Linked DNA regions of Sus scrofa: region 2 is linked to region 1. Evidence: chromatin contacts called from public Hi-C data. All regions are on one chromosome and are shown on one strand. Each heading gives the region's core, a stretch centred on a gene start, on an enhancer-like site or on the middle of the called end of the contact. The rest is flanking DNA. Distances are from core to core; before and after follow the strand shown.

Region 1 (5,662 bases), core at 1,448-3,947:
AGACTGAAGGAGGACGGTCCTGTGAAGATGGCAGTCAGTGCTCTGAGCCACACGCGGGCCTGAGGGCCCTGGCCCAGGAGGCCCAGGCTTCTGGCCTGGCCAGGTCTTTGGGGCAGGGCAGATGGGTAGTCTGTAGGTCTGGATCCTGAAGCAGAGTTTCATGTCTTTTTCAATGCTTTGAAATGATTCCACTCCTTGGGTGGCAAAAAAAAAAAAAAGCAAAAAAAAATTTGGTTAAGAACTCAGAAACTGCCAATTCAGAAACTCTAATCTGTTCAAAAAGTTCAATCCCCTTTTTTCAGAGGCCAAAAACCTATTTCCGTCAAAGATTGTATATGTCTGTGTGTCTGAGAGCTGGCAAGGGAGACAGAGTGAGTGTGAGAACGAGAGCTGAAATGCCTTTGTTCCTGTATGTGGGGCTACTGCTCTGTGGGCTCACGTGTGTGCCTTGTATGTATATACATTCAGGCCTGTTTCTCAGGCCCTGTGTGCACTGAACTTTCAAACCATAACAAAAACACTGAAGCTTGGCAAAGATATCACAGGAATAATTATCTAATTTCAGAACATGTTATTATAATACCTACACGATGTGTAACGAACTTAACAATGTTCACGTTATATTCACCAACGCTGAGTTAGAGACCCACAAGGCCACGTCTTACCTCTGAGGCTTCTCCAAGACCCTAGAGCGGAGCAGGCCCCAAAGAAAACCCTCGAAGGAATATTTCCCTCCCCCCTGCCCCAGCGGCTTCTTTGTGGATCAGGAGGTTTAGCTGATAGAAATGACACGATCTCTGGAAAGGGGGCAGAGTCTATCCTGGGATGGCAGCTCTGTCCTCCCAGAATCCCCATTCCTCCCCAACAGAGGAGCCCCTGGAACTGGTAAGGAAATGGCCATGTTGAGGTCACAGAGGCAGAGAGGCTTTCCCTGACTCAGCTGTGGGCCAGGGGGGGGCCTCAAGGCTCCCCTCTGCCCCAGGGGGCTGGATTGGACTGTGGCTGAGTGTGAGGGGAATGTTTGCTGTTTGCTGCTGCTCCCTGTTGACTTTAGCCAGTAGCTCTGTTTACAAATCCAGGTTGGTTTTCCCAGCACAGTTAATTAGACCAAAGACATCTGGTGTGAGGACTGGGGAGGGCATCTGCTCAGAGCCTTCCCCCCACACCCAGCAGCCAAGGGCCAGAGCAGGGCAGAGCAGCTAAACAGGACCAGACCAGAAGCCACCAAACCCGAGGTCCTCGGGAGAACTATGCCTTTTCTCACTCTGCCCTTTCCATGCTAAGTTAGACTGGACCCCACTCTCTTAGGGGAAGCCTAGGAGTCAGGGCTGGATTGCCCCTACATCAGTGGGATCACAGGCTGGAGATCAAGGACCTTCCAGGTCCAAAAGAACTGGACAAGCTTCCTGTTTCCTCTTCATCACAGAGACTCTGCATTCTGTTGTAAGGCCTGACCTCTTCAGCTTCCTGGAAAAAAGATTTTTTTTTTTTTTTTTTTTTTTTTGGTTCTCCACCTCTTCCCTGACTCCTCTCCAAACAATCTCTGACACTGAGGGGAGGGAAGGAAGGTGGGTAGGTGGACAGTTCTAAGGCGGTGGGGAAGTGAAGTGGAGGGCTGGGAGGGGGAGGGGCAGCGGCTTATCTCTCCCAGGAGGGGGGAGCTCACTCCAAACAACTAATGCACTGGCGTGTGAAAGCTCCTCAATTAGCACTAATGATGCAATCAGGGAGGGAGGAGGAGGGACCAGAAGTTCTGGTAGAGTCAGCACCTACTTACACTCACGATACACACTCCCTTCCTCGAACACAGGGGCCCTTTCAGACACACTAATGCACACACTCCGCAGACAATCTGAACCACGCATGTCCGTGGGCACAAATGCACTCTTTGCCCAAACTACTAGCACGCATATGGTTCGTGATCCGCTGCTGACCCCGTCTAACTGCAGGGTCCCAGAGGAGGGATTCGATTTGGGGCTTCAGGGACAAGGAAAATCAGAAATCAGAAAACAAAACAAAAAACTGGTAGAGGAGGTTAAAGAGGCCATCTCCGAAAACTTCATGATTTTTCCTCTGATCCCGGAGTTCCTGTCCCACGCGCGCTCGCAGGTGCCAGCCCCTCAGCTCCAGCCTTCCCCTTCCTCCGCGCCAGAATCCAAGACTGGGCGAGGAGCTGCCACCCGCAGCTCCACCCCTGCGCCGTCCGCCCCAAGGCCCTGGGTCGCCGAGAGGGCGCATTGGGATCACGCGGATCTCCAGCACCCGGACCCAGCGGCTTGTCCCCACCGGAATCCGTTACCCGCCGGCCTCGCCCCTTCGTCTTCTCCCCCACCCTGCCCAGCCGGCTCCGTTAGCCGCTTCCCGGTCCCGTTATTCGGCCACCCCAGCCCCGTTATCCACCCGAGCCCCCGCACGTCCCGGGGCCGCCGCCGCCCCCTCCCTTTCTCCCCGGCCGGAGCTCGGGGGCCGCGGGCTGGGCAGGGCGGGAGCCGCCTCCGCGCCGCTTCCCAGGCCGGGACGGCCGCGGGAGGAGGTCCCGCTGTCAGTCAGCGGGGAAGGCCGGGCCGGGCGGCCGGAGGGGGCGGCGCCGAGGACGGGCTCGGGCCGGGAGCTGGGAGGCGGAGGCGGAGGGGGGGCGGGGGCGGGGGCGGCTCCGGGCCTTATAAGCGGCGGGGGCAGGGCGGGAGGGAGGCAAGTGTCAGGCCGATGTGCCGCCCGCGAGGGGCCGGGGCCGGGGTCGGGGCAGCCGGGGCCATGCGCGCAGGCTGCGCAGGGAGCCGGCGGGGCGCTGAACGGAGCCGCCTCGGAGCCTGAGCCGCCCCGGGCCGGGGCCGGGGCCGGGGAGCCGCGCGGGGCCGGCCGGCCAGGGGGGAGGGGAGCGATGCGGCGCCGGCGGGCGGCGGTGGCCGCGGGTTTCTGCGCCTCCTTCCTGCTGGGCTCGGTCCTCAACGTGCTCTTCGCACCGGGCTCGGAGCCTCCGCGGCCAGGCCAGTCCCCCGGGCCCTCGCCAGCCCCGGGCCCGGGCCGTCGCGGGGGCCGCGGAGAGCTGGCCCGGCAGATCCGAGCGCGCTACGAGGAGGTGCAGCGCTATTCCCGCGGGGGCCCGGGGCCCGGGGCCGGCCGGCCAGAGCGGCGGCGCCTGATGGACCTGGCTCCGGGCGGCCCGGGCCTGCAGCGTCCCCGGCCCCCGCGGGCCCGGCCCCTGCCCGACGGCGCCCCGGGCTGGCCCCCAGCTCCCGTTCCGGGTTCCCCCGGCCCGGGCCCGCGACTGGGCTGCGCCGCGCTCCGCAACGTGTCCGGCGCACAGTACGTGGGCTCCGGCTACACCAAGGCCGTGTACCGGGTCCGCCTGCCCGGCGGCGCCGCGGTGGCGCTCAAGGCGGTGGACTTCAGCGGCCACGATCTGGGCAGCTGCGTGCGCGAGTTCGGGGCGCGAAGGGGCTGCTATCGGCTGGCGGCCCACAAGCTTCTCAAGGAGATGGTGCTGCTGGAGCGGCTGCGGCACCCCAACGTGCTGCAGGTACGAGGGTGGGGGTGCGGGGCTGAGGGTGCTGGCTGGACCTGCCCAGGCCCGGTCACTCTGGCTGGAAGAGAACCCTTGGTCTTAGCAGATAAAGAAGCGGAGCCCCAATGATTGTGCCCAGGTTAAACTAGGGGCAGGACCCGGACCATGGCAGCTTCTCGGTACCCTGACTCTCACTCCTGGCTCAGTGTCCTTTTACAAAGGGTCTCCCGTATTTCTCAGCTTCCATACCGTATCTCTTGAAGACAGGCCAGTACAGAGGGTCCCCAAACTCGAGGGTGGAGGTCCATTAGGACTTAGGACCCTGCTTCTGTCTGAAGCTAGGGTGTTGAGCACCAGAGAAATGACCCCAAATCAAGACATAAACAGAGGTCATCCCTGAGCAGGGATCCCAACTGAAGTGATAGGGTCCCCTTTCTTGTTGGACTCTGAACCCCACTTCTCTCAACTTCCAAACAGTGACTTATCTAGCTTTGAAGTTGGGGTACGACAGCAGTGGATTTGGGAAGAGCTAGAAAAAGACCAGGCTTGATTCCAAGAGAACACCCTCTACCCACCCAGGAGCCACTGGAAGGACCCTTGGGGACTGGAGTAGTAGTCCAGGAAACACATAGCCCTTCCCAGAAGAGACGGTGGGGTCCTCCAGGTCTTAAAGTACGCTTGGGAACCACTGGGGAAGCCTCAGCGTCCTAGCTCAACCCTCAAGGGACAGGCTGAGGGCCTGAGGGTCTGAACATTACATTATCTGAGCAAATGTGGCCCAGAGGGTGGAAGATTGAGAAGGCCAGATGCTCAGGTTCCTACTCAATGAGACTCTGTCTCCTACTCACTGGTGGGCAGAGGGGAAAGATGAGACCCCGCCTTGTCCGTTCTGGGCTAGACAAGTGCGGGGCCTCTCCAAGTCCCAGCCCAGCCCAACCCTAACACACCCACTTCCTCCTCTCCCCCAGCTCTCCTCATCTTTGAGTCTGCCCTAGGATCAGACACACTGTTCCCTTTGCACACTTCTGAGTAGTCTGAAAGGGGAATCCCTGACTGTTCTTGGCCCCGTGAACGGAGGGTGTGGGCTGACTCCTCAGCCGAGGAACCTGGCCCACACCTTCCGCTCCTAAACCACTCAAATTAACCTTTCTGCACCCAGCAGAACTAACCAGAAACCTAGGACTTCCTCCCTCCTTTCCTCAGGAGCGAGATGGACCTCAGGTCTGGGTGGGCATTGCAGAAAAGAAGAAATAGGCCAGGGAGCTATTTATACCACAGCAGACTCCCAGTCTTCCCAGGCCACTCCAGCCCTGGCCAGACACCTGTGGACTGGGTCCTGGGCCCTGAACTGATTGCAGAAGGTCAGGTAGAGCCAAGAGTTGTGAGCAGTTATGTCTGGTTGCGCGGCTGACACTGTGGAGCTACAGGGAGTGAGCGGCTGGTTACGTGGCCATTCTAACTGGGAGGATCTTGTTCTCTTTGCTTCCCAGGGGCTCCTGGGAACTTTTTGGAAACCCTGGAGTGTCAGCCAGATTCTGAGGCAGTGGAGAAGGTCTTAAGTGTCTTAGCAGGATATTAAGTGTTAGTTAATTGACTCAAGACCCCTCCCTTAGGACAGATTCGAGGTTTGATGTGCTTGCCTGTCTCTTAAGGAATGTCAGGCCCCTGGCCGATGCTGAAGGTGCCAAAAGAAAAAAAAAAAAAAAAAATTACAACTGAATAGTGTTCACCCATTTCCTCTCTAGACCAAACTCCATCTGTCTGGGGTTGGCTGTGTGACTCTTACAAGGTCGGAGACCAGAATTAGTTGCCCTGGAACATATGTTATAAAATGGAGAGGGTCCCAGGTCCTTTGACAGAAAGAGGGAAGGTGAAAAGCTCCCATTATGGGGACAGAGAGGTACCTCGGTATGAATTTAGGGACTGTTTTGTGGTGGGTCGCCTACATCCGTCCCCCAACTCCCAGGCCGGTGTCCCTCTGGCTTCTTCAGCAGTGTCACCTCTGCTGCCAGGGAAGACCCTGCACTGGAGGCTTCATTTGGGGTGTGCCAAGAACTAAAATAATGTTGTTTTAATACCCCTTAATCAATGTAAAATTTCAAAATCCTTCGACGGCTGAACTGGGGAGGAGCCAGCGAATGTTTCCCACTCCCCGAG
Region 2 (5,483 bases), core at 1,292-3,791, 110 kb before region 1:
AGTGTAGAAGCGATACTTAACATGACCTGCAAATAGGGGAAAACAGAGCAGCCGGCCCATCACGACATTGTCGTTCATTTTCGTTTCCATAGTGGAGGTGACAGCCACCCTAAGAAAATCAGAAGAGACAAGAGACCACTGCAGATCTAAGGGAGAACAAAGCGTTTTCAGTTACACACCAGCAGGACGTCCCTTTTTGCACACCCCTGGAGTCTCTCCCAAGTGGAAAAATCACACTCTGTCCTTCAGCCCAGAGCAAAGAAGGAAGACAAGGGCCTTCTGAACTTGGCCGGCCCCCACCCCTACACTGCCCCAGCTAAGTTCCTGGGCCAGTGAGATAATGGAAGGCTCAGCTCTTGCAGCTGACATGGGTGGGGGGCAGACGCCCACTCTGGGCACTTCCAGCCGACACTGACCTTTCAGTCATGGAAACATTCCCCAGACCGACACTAATCGGGGGCACATCTGGCGTTTGGACTGCGTCCAGATGGGGGTTGTGTTCGTCGAGTCAGCATGATAACCCGCTGGGGAGGCAGGGGAGGGGAGCGTGCAATGCTGCTGAGAGCAATCAGCGTCCTTAGCTCTGTGTGTGTGTGTGTGTGTGTGTGAGAGAGAGAGACAGAGACAGAGACAGAGAGAGAGGGAGAGAGAGACATGGTCATGTTGTGAGCCAGTGAGTCATAGACTAAAGACCACCTAATCTCTGTCCTCCAATCTCCCCACCCCCACCCCCACAAAGAGAAGAGAAAACTGGAGCCATCCAGGGAGCCCCAGCCACCACCCCAGGGTTCCACAACTGGTCGGGGCAGACTGAAATCCCAGGGTCCCAACACCCACTATCATGTACTTCCCTGGGTTTCTACACTCTCTCCAAGTAGAGTGTTGTACATATTATCTCAAGATAATACACGGGCTAAAGTGATGAAAAGAATCCAGCTGTTTCTTCTCTGTTGGCTTCCTGTGACTTACAAATGTACTGGACGACTTTTTCTAATGCCATGACAAACCCCCTTGGTCTCCAACCCCTGTGCTCCTCCTTCCACCCCAATTCTTCCATTGTCTTTTTTGTTTTTGTTGTTTTGTTTTGTTTTGTTGATTCAGAAGGAAAAACTGCCCTTCCAGGCTGATTCCCGGACTTTTTTCAGAAATGAACACAATACTGTAGCTCTTACTCCCAGGACAAGAGATTGTGATTAGGAGCGAGACCTCACGGCACAGAAGGTCCAACCGTATAGGTCGGGAATGGCCAAGGATGTTGGCCAGCTCTTATCGTAGTCTGCCTTACAAAGCCTGACACCTGTTGCAACCCTGAATGGCACTGCTAAAGAGGTAATTAAGCAAACCAAGGCCAGGATAAAAGGGATTATTTCCCCACCCACCCACACAGAAGGCTGTCTCCAGCTGTCAGGAGGAAGTTCTTTCCCTGGGCCCAGGAGTACACTCCCCGCTCCTGGGTAGTTTCAAGTCTACCCCAGTGATCCTTTCCTGTGTACACCTCCAGGCACAGATAATCATGGAAAGGAGGCACCTTATCCGCTGACTCAAATCACAAAGAGATGAACAGGGTCTTCCAGTATGAAAACCATGGATCTGTTCATCCTTCTCTGTTCATCCCTCTCCCTTTGCTAAAAGCAAAGAAACAGGGAGACAACCTAGGTGAAAATTAGAGCCCTATCAGTGATCGGCTTCCCAGAGTAAATTTCACTCCTCTGGGCACTAATCAGCTTGCAGAGCTGGCCAGCATTATTCTCTTCCCTCCACACCAGCCTCCACACAGAGCCACTATGGTTCATCAGCCCGTCAATTTTGTCCTCCTCTGGAGCAATCAGAAAGGAAAAATTGGGGGAGTTCCTGTTGTGGTTCAGTGGTAATAAACCCAATCAGTATCTATGAGGATGTAGGTTCACTCCCTGGCTGCATTCAGTAGGTTAAGATTCAGCGTTGCCATGAGCTGTGGTGTAGGTCTCAGATGCGGCTCAGATCTGGTGTTGCTGTGGCTGTGGTGCAGGCCGGCAGCTGTAGCTCAGATTTGACCCTTAGCCCAGGAATTTCTGTATGCTGCAGGTGTGGCCTGAAAAAGAAAAAGAAAGAAAGAAAGGAAAAATATCTTCCCCATTGGAAGACCCCCAGCCCCTCACTTCTCTTGTCAGATCTGAGAAACAGGCTTGATCCACCCCTGGTGGATGACACCCCCTGACACACACTTAGGAGATAGCTTTTGAGTTTCTTCATCCTCGGGAGGATTTTATAACAGTCCACAAGCTGTCCAGGTCTCTGCGAAGGAGCCCACAGACACCACGACTTCACCCAAACAGGTCGAGGTCTCTGCTGGAGCCAGCCCTTTATCCCCGCAGTGATCTGGTACAAAGCCACTTCATGTTCCATGCCAAACCATTCATTTACAGCACTCATCAAAATCTGCCTCCATCGACTGACTCAGCATTCCTGTTTTCCGAGCAAAGCCAACCTCCCTCACACCCTGACATCCTAGCTTTCAGCTTTGCTGTTTACATCACAGGAGCGCTGCAGGCTTAGAACACCCAATTCCCTTTGGACCAAGTATGCATATGAGTCATCCTCTCTGAAAAGACTCCTCACCCCGGGGCCTCGTGATCCAGGCCAAAAAGCTTCTGAGATGGGGCTCAGAGAGGACAGCGCTGGGGAGTCCTATTGCTATGGAAACCAGTGTGCCGGTTTCCAAAGGAGAAAGAGTAGCTGCCGGGAGGGGGGGGGGCACTGCTTTGCCAGGGGGTCCTGAAGAAACGGAGGAGCTTCTGGGCTTCTGGCCTGGAGCGGCTGTGGACACAGCCTGGGATCAGCATGGAGCCTCAGGCCACACTGACGCTTCTCTGGCCCCAGCCTCTCCCCTCGTCTCACCGACAGCTCTGACCCACCACAGACATCCCATCTGGCCTCCTGGGCAGTTCCTTCAGCACAGCTCCCCAGCCAAGTGAAAGGCTCACTCTATCTCTATGGACAAAAAAGGTTTTGACTCAAGTCTGTGTTTTAGGAAGTGCGTTAAATTCCATTAACTTTGGGGGGGTCGATGACAACTATCAGCTTGTCTGAACTTTTTACATTTCTCCTCAGTGCCTCAGCAAGGTTCACGACGAGGTCATCAATGATAAGGAATGAGCTCTCCCAGCCGGACGGTCCCTCAGCCTCAAGAGGACACTCCATAGTGATAAGCTGACAGGATTCGAAGGCTGATTCATGCACTAGAAGGAGCAGGGGTAGGGGTAGCAGGCAGGGGAGTCAAGGTCCCAGAGACAGAATGTCCAAGAAAGAAACTTATGGCAGGTTCATCAGAGGCCCAACCTTCAAGGGAAAGAAAGAGTCCCCATCAAGTAAAATGTCTAACAGAGACATTAAGTTCCAAAAATGGGGTCTCCAATGGCTGGGAGGTTCTGAGGGCAAGATAATAAAACCATTAATAGCTTTGGAGGGCTTACTATATGCCAGGCACTCAGTACATGTGTTACTTTCTGTAATCCTCATAACAATCCTATGGGAATAGAAACCATCATGTGCCCATTTTACAGATGAGAAAACTAAAACCTCAAGAGGCTAGCAAGGTCACATTTAGTAAGTGAAGGAACTGGGATTCAAATCAAGACCATCTGAACAGAGTGCACGCTTTTTTTTTTTTTTTTTTTTTTGGCCATACCCATGGCATGTGGAATTTCCTGAGCCAAGGATCAAACCTGTACCACAGCAGTGACACTACAGTAGCAGTGCTGGATCCTTAACCTGCTGAGCCACAAGGGAACTCCCAGAGTGATCACTCTTGACCATGAGAGCAACAGGTCCTAGAAATGGTGACCGTGTCCATTAACCAATTAGAAACGAGTTTGTCAATGATGTTGGGAGGAGTTTTAAGATCCCAGAAGAGGAGTTCCCGTCGTGGTGCAGTGGTTAACGAATCCGACTAGGAACCATGAGGTTCAGGGTTCGATCCCTGCCCTTGCTCAGTGGGTTAACGATCCGGCATTGCCGTGAGCTGTGGTGTAGGTTGCAGATGCGGCTCGGATCTTGCATTGCTGTGGCTCTGGTATAGGCCGGTGGCTACAGCTCCAATTCGACCCCTAGCCTGGGAACCTCCATATGCCGCTGGAGCGGCCCAAGAAATGGCAAAAAGACAAAAAAAAAAAAAAGATCCCAGAAGACAGTCATTGGCTTCATCCTATATAGGATATTCATCATCTACTCCACACAGGAACATTTTCAGGAAAAGCATATTATGACACTTAGCATAAGTGTTTGTACCCTATGGTCAGACAGTCCCCTGCCTTTCTAATGCACCTTCCAACAAAAAAATAACAACAGCATGGTGGGCTGCTCCAAGACTCCTGAACAGGGGCCCTTGATGTCCTGTCCAGTGGGATACCAATCCATGATTTCTCCACCTTCGAGGAGTTCCAAGAGAGACAGTTGGCCCTTGAGACACTGGAGATACAAAACCAAAGTGGGATGAAGAGGCTCCTCCCACCTCACTCTTGCCCAGGAATTTCCTCTATCTTCCCGTACACTGTCCTCACCAAATCACCCACCAGAATTAGACCAAGAGCCTCAGGAATCAGTCAAGACACAAGATGGAGAGAGGGTTCATATTTTTTCTTTCAGTTGATTGTTTTCTGATTGCTTTAGGTCTGGCCTAGTGAAGCTGAATCCATCACTCTCAGTGGGTGGTGGGTGAGGAGAGGAACAGATGCAGGAGTTTACCTAGGATGCTTTAAACCTTGGCACAAAAAAGAAAGACATGAGAAGCTAACCTGAAGGAGAGGCAGTTGCACAAAGTTAAGAGAGCAAAAGAGCTCCCTGGGCACCAGAAGGACCCAATGTAGTAAGAATTTTAAGAGGTGATAAAGGTAACTTGCTGTCAAAGGAGGCAGATACGGCTAAAGAACTAAGCACAATTAATTCCTTTCTCAAGCCACCATAAAGGTGAATGGCTACCAGATGGTCAGACAGAAATACCTGTCCACAGGCCGTGGAGAAAAAAAATAAATGCAAGAAGAAATCAGATCCTCTACTGAGCAGGTGAGCAGGAAATTAAAATATCTCTATACTGACCACAACTCAAGACCACACATGTTCACCAAGAGACGGTTAGGAAGGCAGTGTGAGTATGAGTTAGCATCCGTCCTCTGCCTGCCGGCCCACACCCAGAGGGCAGTCACAGATCTCTGCAGTGCTAGACCGAAAAAGCTGCCAAGAACCCAGCAATTCCAACCGGGATGAAGATGGGAGAGCAGATCCCAGAGCCACTGGGGAGAAACCAGCCCACATCCCAGACTCTGTCACTAGACCAAGCAACAGTATCTTTTCCTGGGTACTTACTAGGAACCAAGAACATGGCTGGGATCTTTCTAAGGGCCCCACACAGCTTCTAAAATGGCTCTCACTGATTCTGGTCTCCAGTGTAATCCCTTCTCTTTAAGCATGGGCTGGACTTGCTTCCAATGAATGGAATATGCCAAAAG

The links. A called contact is a pair of places that touch in the nucleus more often than the background predicts.
Region 2: a contact with region 1 is called in a Hi-C map of skeletal muscle, with 6 times the contacts expected there. The contact joins the enhancer-like site here to the promoter of PKDCC in region 1. A contact is called at or near these places in 9 of 47 Hi-C or Micro-C datasets (brain, embryonic fibroblasts, fetal heart ventricle and 4 more) and 1 of 2 datasets of contacts at active chromatin or transcription factors (skeletal muscle).

Annotation. Positions count from the first base shown.
Region 1 is chr3:98,265,574-98,271,235 of Sscrofa11.1, reverse strand. It overlaps PKDCC (extracellular tyrosine-protein kinase PKDCC), which reads left to right and starts at 2,697. Exons shown (of 7, transcript XM_021087583.1): 1 at 2,697-3,520. The coding sequence starts at 2,882.
Region 2 is chr3:98,378,304-98,383,786 of Sscrofa11.1, reverse strand. No RefSeq gene overlaps it. Among named protein-coding and RNA genes, the nearest start is that of C3H2orf91, 20 kb to the right of the region's middle. Within about 2 kb of position 2,541, at least 36 of the 83 cell types and tissues checked have an H3K27ac peak or open chromatin away from gene starts, as enhancers often do. A contact at or near this core is called in embryonic fibroblasts and skeletal muscle, where this site is marked.